Linked DNA regions of Mus musculus: region 2 is linked to region 1. A link is a contact called in public HiChIP or PLAC-seq data. All regions are on one chromosome and are shown on one strand. The core of a region is the stretch at or near the end of the contact, and the rest is flanking DNA. Distances in the headings are between cores, read along the strand shown. Region 1 has its middle 54 kb from the start of Armc3. Region 2 holds the start of 4930447M23Rik (RIKEN cDNA 4930447M23 gene).

Region 1 (6,518 bases), core at 2,033-4,532:
TCTCTTGCCTGCCTGACTCAGAACCTCCTGCCTGAGGTCATTCTTCAGACTATTAAAACATTAGGCCCTTCCCCCATACCTGATCCTGGCCCCCTTTTCCTCTCCCGTTCCCCTCTTCTCTCTCACTTGTGAAGTGGAAACCTAATGGTTCTTTGGAGAGTCAGTTGTGTTGGATGGTGTTTTGCTGGGGCAAACATGTAAAGGAGTGTTTTCCTGAAGTAGACACAGGTGAAAGACTGTGAAGGAATGCTTCACTGAAACCAACACAGGAGAGAGGATGTTCTACTAAAGCAAACATGTGAAAAGACACACGATGAAGGATTCTTTGCCAACAACACACATGTATTTGTCTGCCTTACATTGCATAGTTGAGCTCCATTTGTTGGGACGATGTAGACTCTGGCTGATATGATGAAGTTGCTGAGGCAAGACACATGGAGGGCTCGAGATGTTTGCAGGGTATAAATAGGACTCAATGGACAATGCAGGAGGCTGAGCTAGGCTTGCTTATAGAGCTAGATGTGCAACGCTTGAGGGTCTCAAGTCTTCAGTGATCTTCACTTCCCTGAGAGAGACACAGCCAAAAACTTCTCCTGGTGTTCCTCCTGGTCCCTCCTGCTAACTAAAGCTGAAGCCTGGCTGTCTCTGCTAGGTCATGTCATCGCTGTTGTTAACCCAACTCTACTGAACTGGACTGCTGCTGTATCCATGAGGTGTTTGCAAGTAGACCAAGCTGCCACTGTTAACCTGTGAACTGAACTGCTGATTTCCAGACAACTTAGATGGGAGTTGCTCCAAAGAATCCTTCTAAACAGATCCACTTTCTCCATATCCTTTCTTTCCCACTACCTTTGGTGAGTAGTGGGCCATAAGGGAGGTTAAAGTGTTTAAGGACCATCATTGAAAATAGGATTTGAAAAAATTAGAATTACACACCTGGGTCCCTCCCTTCCTCTGTCTCCTGTGATTATTTTGTTCCATCTTCTAAGTGGGATTAAAGTATCCTCACTTGAGCCTTCCTTCTTGTTAAACTTCTTATGGTCTGTGGGTTGTATCATAGGTACTTTTGGCTAATATGTCTGGCCTCAGTGGGAAAGAATTCACCTAATCCTGTAGAGATTTGATGCCCCAGGGAAGAGGGATATAGGGGTGGGGTGGGTGGAGGAGAAGGGAAAAAGGGATTCTGTGAAGAACTCTGGGAAGGGGGACCAGGAAAGGGGACAACATTTGGGATGTAAATAATAAAACAATTAAAAATTTAAAAATTAACGAATTAAGTGAATAAATAGTCATATGATCTTTTAGGGTTTGCAGGGATCTGTTCCATGGGTGGCACAAAATCCTAACACTACTACTGATGCTATGTTGTACTTACAGACAGGAGCCTAGCACTGCTGTCCTCTGAGGGGCTCTACCAGCAGCTGACTTAGACAGATGCAGATACTCACAGTCAAGCATTGGACTGAGGTCTTTGACCCCTATGGAAGAGTTAAGGGAAGGACTAAAGGAACTGAAGGAATAGCAATCCTACAGAAAGACCAACAGTGTCAACTAACCTGGACTCCTAGGAGCTCCCAGAGACTGAGCCACCAACCAAAAAGCATAGAGGGACAGGTCTGAGGCCCCAGGCACATATGTAACAGATTGCCTTGTCTGGCCTCAGTCAGGGATAGGGGAAAGAACTCTGTGAGGGGGAACTAGGAGGGGGCAACATTTTGGATCTAAATAAATAAAATAATTAATAGAAAAAAATCAGGCCCATCAGTCCATCCTCAGGATCATAGTGTTAGCCTTATCTTGCCTCCTCTTTCCCTGTCTCTCAGCAGAACTCAGAGCTTAGCAACATTACCTAGAGACCCTTGATAACACTTAAGGTCCCCTTGCTCTGCATGCCTTTTGGTTTCTCTTTTCTGGAAAAAAAAAAACCTCACCCGTGATGGAGTCAACTGTATGCCTCCTAACAGTCTATAGTCCCCAAAGAAAGGCACACAGCAATGCAGACTTGTCTCACCATGGGAGTATAAATCCTAGCATATGTGTTCATATCACATATCCGCTAATGTAACGGTTCTCTTAGCTCAAGGAATTATATATAGTCTGTGATATGCTTGCTATCATATAAACCTTAAGTGTCCCCTGAACGTGTGCGTGAAATCCTGGCCTCCAGAAGGCACTGCTAGGAGGTGGCAGTGGAGGTGGAGGCTTCAAGAGACGGGATAGAATTTCTGTCCACAGAGCAGTGCTCCAGACGGGCATTGTGTAGCCGCAGCCACTTCCATCTTCCCCCCTCCCTAGCCAGGAAGCAAATGGTTTTGCTTCACCATGCTCTCCTGCATCAACGTGCTGGCTCACCACAGCCCCTGAAACAATTAGGTCCGTGAGTTATGGACTGGCTGGAACCTACAAAACTGAGGAAGCTAGTCTATTCTTATCTGTTGGCCAGCTCAGATGTTTGTTATTGTAACAGAACAGTGACTTACACAGTGATGAAACTGCCTCGAGGTGGCTTCTCAGATACATCCCCATCACTGAGAGATGTGTAGCAATTTTGTTTCTGGATTCTCCAACATTACATTTTATTCCACCACTGTGCAATTCAAATTAAAAGGATATTCGGGTTTTCAGTTTGGTTTCAGTTTCTCTTGTTTTTCTGTCCACTCTTGTTGATTTACATTTAAATTTTTTTTCTCCCTAATTTCCAGACTTTGATGCAAAGGCCACTGGTGGCTGGAGCTTAGCCAGGTCGCTGTCATACCATTACAGTGGCTGCATTGTCTAGGGCAGCTCTTGCTGCTGTCAGAGCCCTACAGTCCCCTGTCCCAGCTCCAGTACAGAGTGTCCCTGTTGCTGTTTGTCTGAGCCATTGTTTCTCTGATTCTAAATTTGGCTTTACAATCTAAGTTCTATCCCAGTTTAAGCTCACACCTGTCCAAACTGACTAAGAAGGTTTGTCACTACTGTGCAAGCTGACCTATGCTTTGCTCCCTGCATGGGGGGGGGGGGGGGCCACACCCTCCTGTTTCTGTTCTCCAAGACAGAAAGAGATGCTCTTTGGGGGTACTCCGATGCACACCTAAGCAAGCTTGCAGGCTAGCTTGGCCTTACTCTTCTTTCTCATATTGTGCTCACACTAACTTCCTTTTCTTCTTCCTTGTAGCCCCAGCCTCCCTGAACTTTAACCCTGCAGACAACAGTAGTGGCGGCAGTGGCAGCAGCAGCTCCCTTCCAGTGGTTTCTGTGGGGAGCCCCTCTAAGATCTCCTTCTCTGCAAAGTCATAACTGAATCTGTCACATCCTCTTCCTTCTCCCACTCCACCAGTCCCCAGCCAGCACCTAACATACTGTCATAGCCCTTCACTTCCCCATTTTGGGAAATCTTTACTCTGAAATTCTTAGCCCCAGTTCAGGTCCCCATCCTGACTTTCAGACCACGTACACCTGATCCCTAGCAGAGGATGGGCCCTCTGGTGAGTTTTCAACTTGAGGATGGTGATAAAATGTACCCCAGCTGCCACTCTGTTCTTGCTCTTATTGAGGCCATCCATCAAGGGTTTACAGAAGGTTGTCAACACTTTATCATGAAGTAGCCTTTGTAGTAGATGATGTTTTCCAAGTGTGGCTGACTGTTGTAAGTTCTCTGAGCACATTCGATCTGAGCCAGGCTAAGATTTGGAATTACAGAAATTTTCATCATAAGGTACTTTTTTGTACTTATGATGGATTTGTTAGAACAAAAGTTCAGGCTATCTTTAATCAACACCCACTTGCAGAGTTAACCATTCACTGCTTTTGTTGCGCATGAAGGTGGACCAAGCAGAATGGGTTTCTGATTTCATAGGAATTTGGCAGGAAACTGCTTCTGAGGCAGAATCCTGCCGTGGGTTCAAGCCCTACTAACCCCGATCAGTTTGATGGAGTACCAGACCCAAGGATGCTTTCACTGCCAAGGGAAGACTGCCATCACCATCCTTCTGTGTGATGACATCTATCAGAAGTGGCAAATGACATTCCTGTCACACCAGCAGCTCAGCCAGGATATTAGTATGTGTGGTACATTCAGTACATTGCTCTTCTGAGATTTAGAAAGATAGAGGCAAAATCTTATGACTTTGGAGAAAAAAATCTTCATAGATTTCCACAAGGAAATCGCTACCTGAAAATCTAATAGAAATGTTCAGGTTCTAATATACAAATCCATTTGGTATTTAATGTTGTTTTATGAATGTACCCTTAAAGTCAGGCTCTATAATTAAATAAATGAGTGCAATCTAAGTATTAATTATGCAATGCCTATTTGCTTTGCCAAAGAAATATGATCCCCAGAAGGCTTTGGTTTTGTATTTAATTTAATTAGTGAATTTAATGCTTGTCCTCTAAATTGCTCTTCTTGTACTTTTGCTAAAGGAAGGTGGCTAGCTTGTCAGAAGGAATCACTCACGAATTGGCTAATTAATTGCTTTAATCCTTATATGATGAGATTCACATGGAGATAGAAGAGGACATTCTAAGGACAGACCAAAAAAAAAAAAAAAAGAAAAAAAAAAAAAGCCCTAATGTGAAGATCTTTTCCATACAAGGATTCTTCATGTAAAAGGATCAGATTAAGGAAAGAAAGGTTTACAGAGATATGTTAATCACTTCTGTCTAATTAGAGACCAAACATTAAACGACAAAAACCAGAAGTCCAAGCAATTTCAATCTTCATAGGCTAGGATTCAGAAAAACCCTGGTGCTAACCTAACCTGACATTTGCCGAATATTGAAGGCCATCACTGTACTACCATGATAAATCCTAGACCTCAAAGGTCACGCCAGTGTTTCTAAAGCTCACATATGATATTACAGTATTTCACAATATAGATTCACAGCATGTCCATTCAAGTTCTCTTTAATTCACTGCCAAGGAGCTAAAACAATCATCTGTGTGTGTGTGTGTGTGCGTGTGCGTGTGTGTGTGTGTGTGATCAGTGTGATAATAAACCTGTTCCCATTAACTGATGAATAGATAAAGAAAATATGTCTCATGCATACCATGGAACACTACTCAGCCATTAAAGTGAAGTCCTGTCATATTGTAGAGTAAAACTGGAGGCAATTATGTTAAGTGAAATAAGCCAGACAGAAAGACAGGTGCTGCATGATCTCACTCATGTGAGGAATATAAAAACAGTTGATCTCAAATGGATTAACTATAAAACAGTGGTTACCAGAAGCTGAGGGGTATGGGATGGAAGGGGTTACCTTAGTTACCTTTCCCCTTGCTGTGACAAGTACCCTGAAAAAAGGCAACTTAAGGAAGGGCAAGCTGATGTTGCTCTTAGTTTAAAGATGCAGTCCATCATGGTGGAGAAGGTAAGCTTCCCACCTTGGACCCACCTTGAACTTTGTATCCTCCACCAGGAAGCAGAGAGTGGTGAGCTCTTGTGCTCAGCTTGCTTTCTCCTGTTGATGCAGTCCAGGACCTCAGCCCAGGATATATTGTTACCCATCTTCAGGCTGGGTCTTCTGACCTCAATTAACCTCATGAATATAATCAATACTTCTTGTCTAGACTCTTGTCTTCCAGGTAATTCCAGGTCCTATCTGGTGGACAGTCAACACGAGCCAGTACAGGGGGATCAGTGGGTACTTATAGTTAGATAAGAGTAAGGCATTCTGGGATGTTCCTAAGGATTACAGCACCTCCCCCACATTGTCTCAAGCTGGTAGAGGTGTCACTGGGTTCCTCTGATTTTCTGCTTCTCCCTTACAGACAAAAGGCACTGTCACCTGCTCTAGGTTTTTGTTTCATCTGTTTGAAGGAGAATGTTTTGTGGTCTTTTAATTTTTGTGCACATGTGTGTGGGCTTGCGTGTGTGTGTGTGTCTGTATGTATGTATGTCTCAATTGTTCAAAGTCAAAGAGTCTCCAGTGGCCAAAAACCCAATTGAACTTTGTGTTATTTTTTTTTAAGTGTTATTTATTTCATAGATGTCAGCTGAGGTCATCTTGACCTTTTAAAATGAAAATAAATTGGCTCCAGCCCAGAGCAATCTGTCCTTGGGGAAGCACGGTGCCCTCTCGGGTGTTTCTCAGGCACTAGAGTCTCTGCTGTCACCTCCCTTCATGTCTGGACACTTGATCTCCCTCTTACTGATCACCCTCCCTCTCCTTTCTTAGTCTGGATTTCCCCAGAAGCCTCTTACATAGACAAGGGTGTGCAAGTTAGTGTACTAGGCTGAGTAGGGAAGTTATCTTTAGTCACAGCAACACAAAAAACAAAATTGAGTTTGCTATTTATTTTCTTAAATGTCTTTGGCCACTAAAAACAGCTCATCAAGGTCACTTCCTTAGAGTGGATTTCCTCTCCAAACAGTTCTCTGAAAGCAGCTAATGGATATTTCTCATCCTATTTTTTTTTTTTTTTTTTTTGTCTTTATTTTTGAAAACAGTCTCCTGTTTACCAGGCTGACCTGGAATTCTCTATGCTGCTAGAATGACCTTAAACTTCCTCCTGCCTCCACCTCCCAAATTGTTAA
Region 2 (7,381 bases), core at 4,266-6,765, 200 kb before region 1:
TTCCTTAGAACACTGGAAACAACAAAAATTTATCTGAGAAAGATTGTCATCTGAGGAGGCTGACTTTCATACCCAAATTGGGGGTTTTAAGAAGCAAATTTGGACCAAGGATGCTGCAGCAGGTGTTTCCAGGTTCTTGGCAACAGAGCTATAAAGTATTTAATATAAAATAAGGTAAAAATAAATAAATAAATTTAGAATAAATGTAAAATTTTAAATAAAATATAAAATATTTAACTATAAAATATTTTGATAGAGTTTTTAACGGGCACTAGAAATTAACCTACCACTGAGATTGACTATGTTCATTCTACCATTTAAAAGAAATAAAGAAGAAAGAGAGCAATCACTGAGAGTCATGACTCCTCGCTTGTCATTGACATCTTTGACTATAACAGTAGGAAAGAATCGCTGACCTAGCAAGCCTGGATTAATACTGAGCTTTCTGCTTAGGAGACTCAACCCACAAAATCCTTTGGCTGTAGGCTGTGGGCAGAGGGCATTTTCCTAAAAGGAAGACACATAAAGGCTCACCTGAGCACATGCAAGGAGCAATCCATTAGCTCATTTGAATCCAATCTGTAGATCTGGAGGGCTGGAGGGCAGCGAGAACCATTTTGATACAGACAGAGACAGAATTTGCTCTATTTCAATTTTAGAATCTGTGCTAAAATGGGCAATTTAGAATAATAAAGCTATCATGTGCTTCTTGGTCTCTCCTGGCTTTTGAATTGTTGCATTTAGATCTTAACTCTTTGCTACGGATGCTTTGTCTGGAATATCTTACTGATGTGCTGACTTTGAATATATCCTGTTTATGGAGTGAGAGGGAATAATAACTGAGTGTCCTTTCATGAGGCTGATCCCTCATAGTGTGGTGGCAGCTTCCACGGGAAGGTGATCCATTTTGCCATTTAGTGTTTACCTCATTTCTGCTAATAAACTCCCCCAAATTGGCTCAAATGGACATTCCATTGGCTATCAGTGAAGAGACTAAGAGACACTTCCAGCTTGCACATTTCTTCTACTAGAAGGCTGGCGACAGAGCTTTGCAGGACTGAGCAGCCCCAGCATCTGGCACACAGACACTGGGAAAGACAGAGAAGACCTATCTAAGTGGATGATGTTTACGGATCCTACGTCAGTGGATTGCACAGCAGAGTCCCAGCCCCCAGCCCCCTGTTATCAGTACAGAATCCTGGGTCTCACCACACACCTACTTGATGGGTAGCCTTGGGAACAGGAGGATCCAGTTATCACCAGAATCCAGATGGTTCTCATGGCCAGTGAAAGTCAACTGTTTTCTCAGAGTGGGTGTCTAGAATGAGCCAAACAGACATCATGCATTAAATATCATGCATTAGATATCCAGATTAAGTTAGTGCAAGCTAACAATTGCTGGATGAAACATTGACCCCACACACACTTAATATATGTGTGTGTATACAAGTAAATGTATGTGTAGATACATTTAATATCTCATATCAAAGAAAAAGGAAAAAACAATTGAACTGAAATTGAACACAGGAAGTAAATAAATGATTTACTGAAAAAAAATCAAATGTTTAATATACATAAGACCTAACAGCTGCATGAAACCTGGACAATGGTCATTAAACAATCTGTTTTTCTTTAATTAGATTAGAATAATTAATATGCATAGTATGTGCTTTGTCTCAGATATTGTAGAGATTCTACTGACTTTGAATATATTCAGTTTATGGAGTAAGATGGGAAAAATAGCTGAGTGTTCTTTGATATGGCTGGTATTCACTCACCTTAAAAATGGACACTTAGAGTATTGGAATAGCTCTATTCTGAGGAATTAGCATATAGTATTTTTTATTAATTAAAAGCATACCTATATCTATAAACAGGAATAGTCTTATATTTATCATTTATATACACTTAAATTTTTACAACAATTAAAATATGTTCAATTTTGCTTTTGCACCAACATTTTGGCAACAGGTTACATGTGCAGGGGTGGGAAAGAGAAGGGTTAGTCATAACTTGTCAAAGTTCTCAGAACATGTAACTGGTACGCACTCAGTCCCAAATGGAATGCCCATATGACCCCCACCCCCACCCCCTGCAAGGCTCAAGAAACACCATGGAAGATGGGGGCATAAAAATGTAAGGACCTGAGTAAGAAATGGAGTATCTGTCATGGGGCACTGTCTTCTGTGCATGATGTGGCCGTTTTGTTCCTGAGCTTGCAGCTCTTCTGTGTACGAGACATGCACAAGATTGGACTCATCACCATCCTGCATTGGAGGGAGAAGAAGTTCACAAGGCCCCACCCCTTCCTAAAAGTCTGGCAGGCAGCTGATGGTTTCTAGGCAAAGAAGAAACATTTCTTTCGTGACATAAGGAGCCCATACTTCTATAAATAGCCCTTCCCTCATGTTCCTGTAAACAACCCTATTGAAACTCATTGGTGTGCTTGTGCGCTCTCTCTCTCTCTCTCTCTCTCTCTCTCTCTCTCTCTCTCATACACACACACATCATGACAGTAGAAGGGGTCTAGTTGGGAAAAGAAGGGGTAATGGGAGTGAATGTAATCAATTTGCATTATAGTCACACATAAAATGCCATAATGAAGCCCATTGTTAAATATAGTTAATATCTGCTAATAAAAACTTTTTAAAAAGATAAATTAATAAAATATTATACTATGTTATCTTTTGCAGAGTTGAAAATGGTGGCAGATATATATATCCTGATACGAAAAGCTCTCTAAAACACAAATGAAAGAGAAATTTGCAGCAAATTTTCTCACTTATGTAAGACAAAAATACATAATGTCTGCATACAAGTAGCACATACAATCTTCTATACAATATGTGTTTGGCAAATATCTAGCAAACTGGTAAATTTTACAATTTTATAACTTTTAAGATTCTTTGTTTGCTTGCAGTGCTGCGGACTAGTCATGTGGCTCTGTGCTTTTGATACAGGATGTGTATGGTACATGGGCAGGGAGCTACAGCCTTGCACACGCTAAGCAATGCTCTGCCACACAAGTACATACTTGGAAGGGTCTCTATTCTCTTTCGGTAGCTTGCTGTTCTGGGGAAAACATACCCCATTGGCCTTAGTAAATGATCTCAGCAATTGTTTGATGAATTACAATTATATAATTAATAAACTGGGCAGTTGGTGGCCAATTTCCCAGAGAGATGCCCAGTCAGGGCTCTCTCCAAGACTCATTGCCACCATAATGGTAAGGCACATCAGAGACAAACAAGCAGACATTGTAGGTCACCTTGCTTCTTAACCCCAGGTTTGATGCTCCAGATATTAGCATCTCAGTGCTCAGACATCCAGCCTACCGTTTGCTTCCATGTGCTCTGCCAGACCCTGGACACCCTGTGCCCCACCCTCCCCCAGCTCTGTTTTCAGTGCATGCTCATGTCCGTGTTTCCCAGTGATCCCTATAAAACTGTGACAGGAGTCTTGAAGCCAGATGTGCAATTACAAACTAAATGTTGGTGTCACACCCTTGATTGGTCTTTCAGGGCTCTTGCCTCAATGACAACCTTTTCTTTACCCAGCCTGCTAGGCTTCTCTCTGGCCTCGTACTCTCTTCTGTTAGTAAGTCACACAATTTCCAAGAAAACTTTTGATCCCCGGATGCTGCAGCCCCTGATCACTTGATCTGGCCCTACCCCATGCCTGGAGCAGTCTCCACTGACTTCTCCACATTGGCTCCATTTCTTTCTGGACAGACATGGAAAAGTGCCCTTTCTGGGGACATGCCAAAGTTCCCTTTAGTCCTTCTGCTGTCACTGGGAAACCTAAGGTCCTCAGATTTGAGCAATTTAAGAATCAGTATGGATCAAAGAAGACCAAGGCATACCTACTGCCTACATGAACCTGCCAGAACAAAGTAGTCATATCTTTATGACCTGGCATTCTGACCCTCAATCCTGTACTTGTGAAACTACTATTCCTGCCTTACCCTGATGTTGAGCCTGAAACCCAGGTGGGATCTCCCCCCCCCCTCCCCCCGGTCTCTCACAAGCAGGCAGTTATGGATGGAGGTGTTCCACTAGCTCATGCAATGCTCCCATCTGTATAACCTGCCCTTGCAGGACTGCGTAAGCTCTTGATACCAGGACATACTGCTTTCCCCCAGCCAGCACTCGTTTTTGTGATGTCATGATGCTGTTTTCCAGAGTTCTAGGTCATGGCAACCTGACTTTGGAAGTCATGAGTTAAAGCGTGTGTTTGCACTCTGAGCTGACTGTACAGAACAGGTCTCAGCTGGAACAGACAGGCCACTGTGGCACAGGCTTGCATTCTCACTAATCGAAGGGGGTGGCAGGATTGTGAGTTTGAGGCCAGCCTGGGCTGTATAGTGGGATCCTGTTGAAGAAGATCAGAAAAAGAGGGAGAGATGAGTGGGGAGCAGGACGAAGAGGAAGAGGAGGAGAGGGAGGAAAGGAAAGGGAGAGAGAGGGGAGGGAGAAGGGGAGGAGAAAGGGATGGGGAGAGATGTCCAGCAATCATAGGAGCCAAAAACTGCCTATAGTCATTCTGGGACCTTCTGAGCCAGCCTAGCAGTCTGGCCAGGTGCATCTTCCCCCCCCCGCCCCCCCCCCCCGCGAGGGATTACTGTCAGATTTAGAATAGAGAAATCATCTCACAAGTGTTCTAACCTGAGCTCAAGCATGAAGCGGCAGGTGTAAGAGGATGGCAACCCTCACCTACGGCAGGGCCCACTCCGCTTCTGTGCTTTGCCCCTCCATCTTGTTGCATCCTGATTTTGTTGCCTGGTTTTGTGTCCGGAGATCTTCATAGGCCAGGTGAACATCGCAGTGAAACGCGGTGGCTTTGTGCATAAGGGCTTCATTTTTCACAGCCATCCTTCTAATAAAAACTGTTTGAAGAAGGAGAGATTGAAGGTTTCTGAGGTTTAAGCCAGGTTGTCATCTAAATCATCATCTCTTCTGGACAAAGCAGCCATTGTCTGCGGGAGTTGGCATGACGGAGAAACCACAAGAGGGCGCACAAAGCCTCGGAATAAATGCTTCGTCTATCCTGGACGCTAAGGAGGCAGAATTGCCAACCCCAGCGCTGGAGGACTCTAACTCCTCCAGACATACGAATGTTCTAGAAGCCCTTCGAGGATGTTTTCATGGTTAGATAAAGAATAGCACTGCAAGTGCACAGAGGGGAGATGTAGGAGGAGTGTTGAGAAGAAAGGGAGTGATTGGCAGGAGAGAAGGGATAAGACAGGAAGACCAAAGGCAAGGAGAGAGGAGAGCCGGGTGGGTGGGAGGGACGGGTGGAGAGGAGACAGGAAAAGGAATGTCGCTTTTTATAGGGCCGAGAGACACGGAAGTCTGGTGTTTCTGTGGACCAGATGGTGTGGCAGGGGAAGGGACCAGGCTGCGGCTTCTCTGGGGGAGAAAGCTGGATGTCTCCCAGGTCTATGAAGTCTGAAGTATGGCGTGAGCTGTCTGAGTCTCTCAAGGGCTTTCCCAGCCTGTTTGCCAGCCTGCAAACTTACCCTTTCTTTGTTGTCACTTTAAAGTCACAACTTGCCTTGACCATGAACATCCATCCTCCTGGCAAACAAGGCCTCATTTTGACGTCAGCAGGCCATGAGGCAAGAGAAGGTGGGCCTGGTAGTAATGACTCCCAGCTGCTTCACGATCACATTTTATTACTGATTATGTAAAACTTTGAGATAATGGAAAAGGAAGTAAGTGGTTGGTTTTTGTTTTCCATTTAAAAATATGTCAGTCCAACAAGAATGGGTAATATTTTGCAAGCTCTTCCTGTATTTGGGGTAGAGATGTAACCTCTAACATTCAAGTGGCATGGGGAAGGAACTGGAATTATCTCTGTCACAGAGGTGAAGTGACTCACCCAAAGACACTTCGCAAGCAGCAAAGGCTGACTTCTGAGCCCAGATCTTGCAACTGCAGAGCCTGTAGCTTGACTAAAATTCATGTCTGTCCAGTGAGCCCAAATTTAAGAATCTATTTCCAAATACCTCTTTGTCATCCATGAATGGAGTTCTTAAATATCTTGACATTAGGACCCCTGTATAGTGTGTGTGTGTTTTAACCAAGTTTCTCAGAAAAAAACCTACAATCTCCATTGACCTTTTTTACAGAAATGATTAATTAGTTACAACAGACTACTGTGATTGGAGTGTTTTAAGCCCTGAGGCAAATTATCTTGGACTACTTTGGTGCCCTAAATAGTCAATTTTTTTGCCTGTTCTGAAAACATCCTGTAACTATTAGGTAAATCATTTTAGAATGTGCTATCAGGTCTCTGGCTTCCACTGATTCAGAAGCCATGAGGCTCAGCAGATACCATTTGAAACCTATAGCATTTGAAGCCTATAGCAGAAATGTCCCACTTTTCGGTAAGTACCTAATTCATGAAAAATGTCTTGAGTTATGACTTTCTTTTGTTGTGTTACTATAAAAAAACTTCATGAATCTGCTGTCATATTGCAACATGGAATCTAAAGTAACCTAAATCGGTGTTCCCAGGCCATGGTTACTCATATTTGTCTCCAAAATAAACTATCTCTTCTCTTTGAGATGAAGGCTATGTTTTCTACTTGACAGCAAAGTGTGACAGCAAAGTGTGTCCCATAAGTGTGTGTGTATGTATGTGGGTGAGCAGATGGGTGAGCAGGTGAATGGGCTGGTGGTGTGTGTGTGTACAGAGACCTACATCAGTATCTTTGTCCCTCACTCTTCACCTTGTAGTTTGAAACATGGTCTCTCACTGAACCTAGTGCATATAGATTGGCTTGACCAACTGACCAAGAAAGTTCCAGGGACTCTTGTCTCCTTGCCCTAGCATTCAGGCAGATACTCTGCACACCCAACTTTTTACAGGACTTATAGAGATGCAAATGGAGGTCCTAATGCCTGTTCTGACCATTTACCTACTAAGTGAAGATTTTTACCTGAGAAATTGCCTCGGGTTGCCTCTGTAGCTTTTATCTGTCTTTATTTCCTATATTATAAAATTAAAACAGGGAAGTCCCAATATTGAAACTTTACATTAAAAGATTGTCAGGCCGGGGGAGGAGGCTCAGTCAATAAAGTGCCTTCCATGCAAGCACAAGGACCTGGGTTCAGATCCTTCAGGTTCACAGCATCTTCACAAATCTAGAATGCAGCCATGTACAGCCTTAATCCCAGACTAGGGCCTAGGAAGGCAGAGGCAGATGGGCAACTGGAGCTTAATGGCTAGCCAGCCTAGCCAAATGGACAAGACCTAAGTTTAATAAAAGACACTGTCTCAACAACAACAACAAATTGGCAGTGCTAAGAATCAAACCCAAGGCTCTTTGCATTCTAGGTAAGTGCTCTAGACTGCTCTACAGCTCACAGATAATTAC

What was found. HiChIP or PLAC-seq counts read pairs in DNA pulled down with a chosen protein or histone mark.
Region 2: an H3K27ac HiChIP or PLAC-seq map of bone marrow-derived dendritic cells shows a contact between it and region 1, with 2.4 times the contacts expected there. The contact joins the promoter of 4930447M23Rik here to the enhancer-like site in region 1. A contact is called at or near these places in 8 of 484 Hi-C or Micro-C datasets (CD4 T cells, CD8 T cells, conventional dendritic cells and 4 more) and 2 of 115 datasets of contacts at active chromatin or transcription factors (bone marrow-derived dendritic cells and bone marrow-derived macrophages).

The regions. Positions count from the first base shown.
Region 1 is chr2:19,142,350-19,148,867 of GRCm38.p6, reverse strand. No RefSeq gene overlaps it. Among named protein-coding and RNA genes, the nearest start is that of Armc3, 54 kb to the left of the region's middle. Within about 2 kb of position 3,282, at least 100 of the 459 cell types and tissues checked have an H3K27ac peak or open chromatin away from gene starts, as enhancers often do. A contact at or near this core is called in CD8 T cells, bone marrow-derived dendritic cells, bone marrow-derived macrophages and 1 more, where this site is marked.
Region 2 is chr2:19,342,451-19,349,831 of GRCm38.p6, reverse strand. It overlaps 4930447M23Rik (RIKEN cDNA 4930447M23 gene), which reads right to left and starts at 5,515. Exons shown (of 4, transcript NR_126563.1): 1 at 4,713-5,515; 2 at 2,145-2,267; 3 at 1,221-1,318.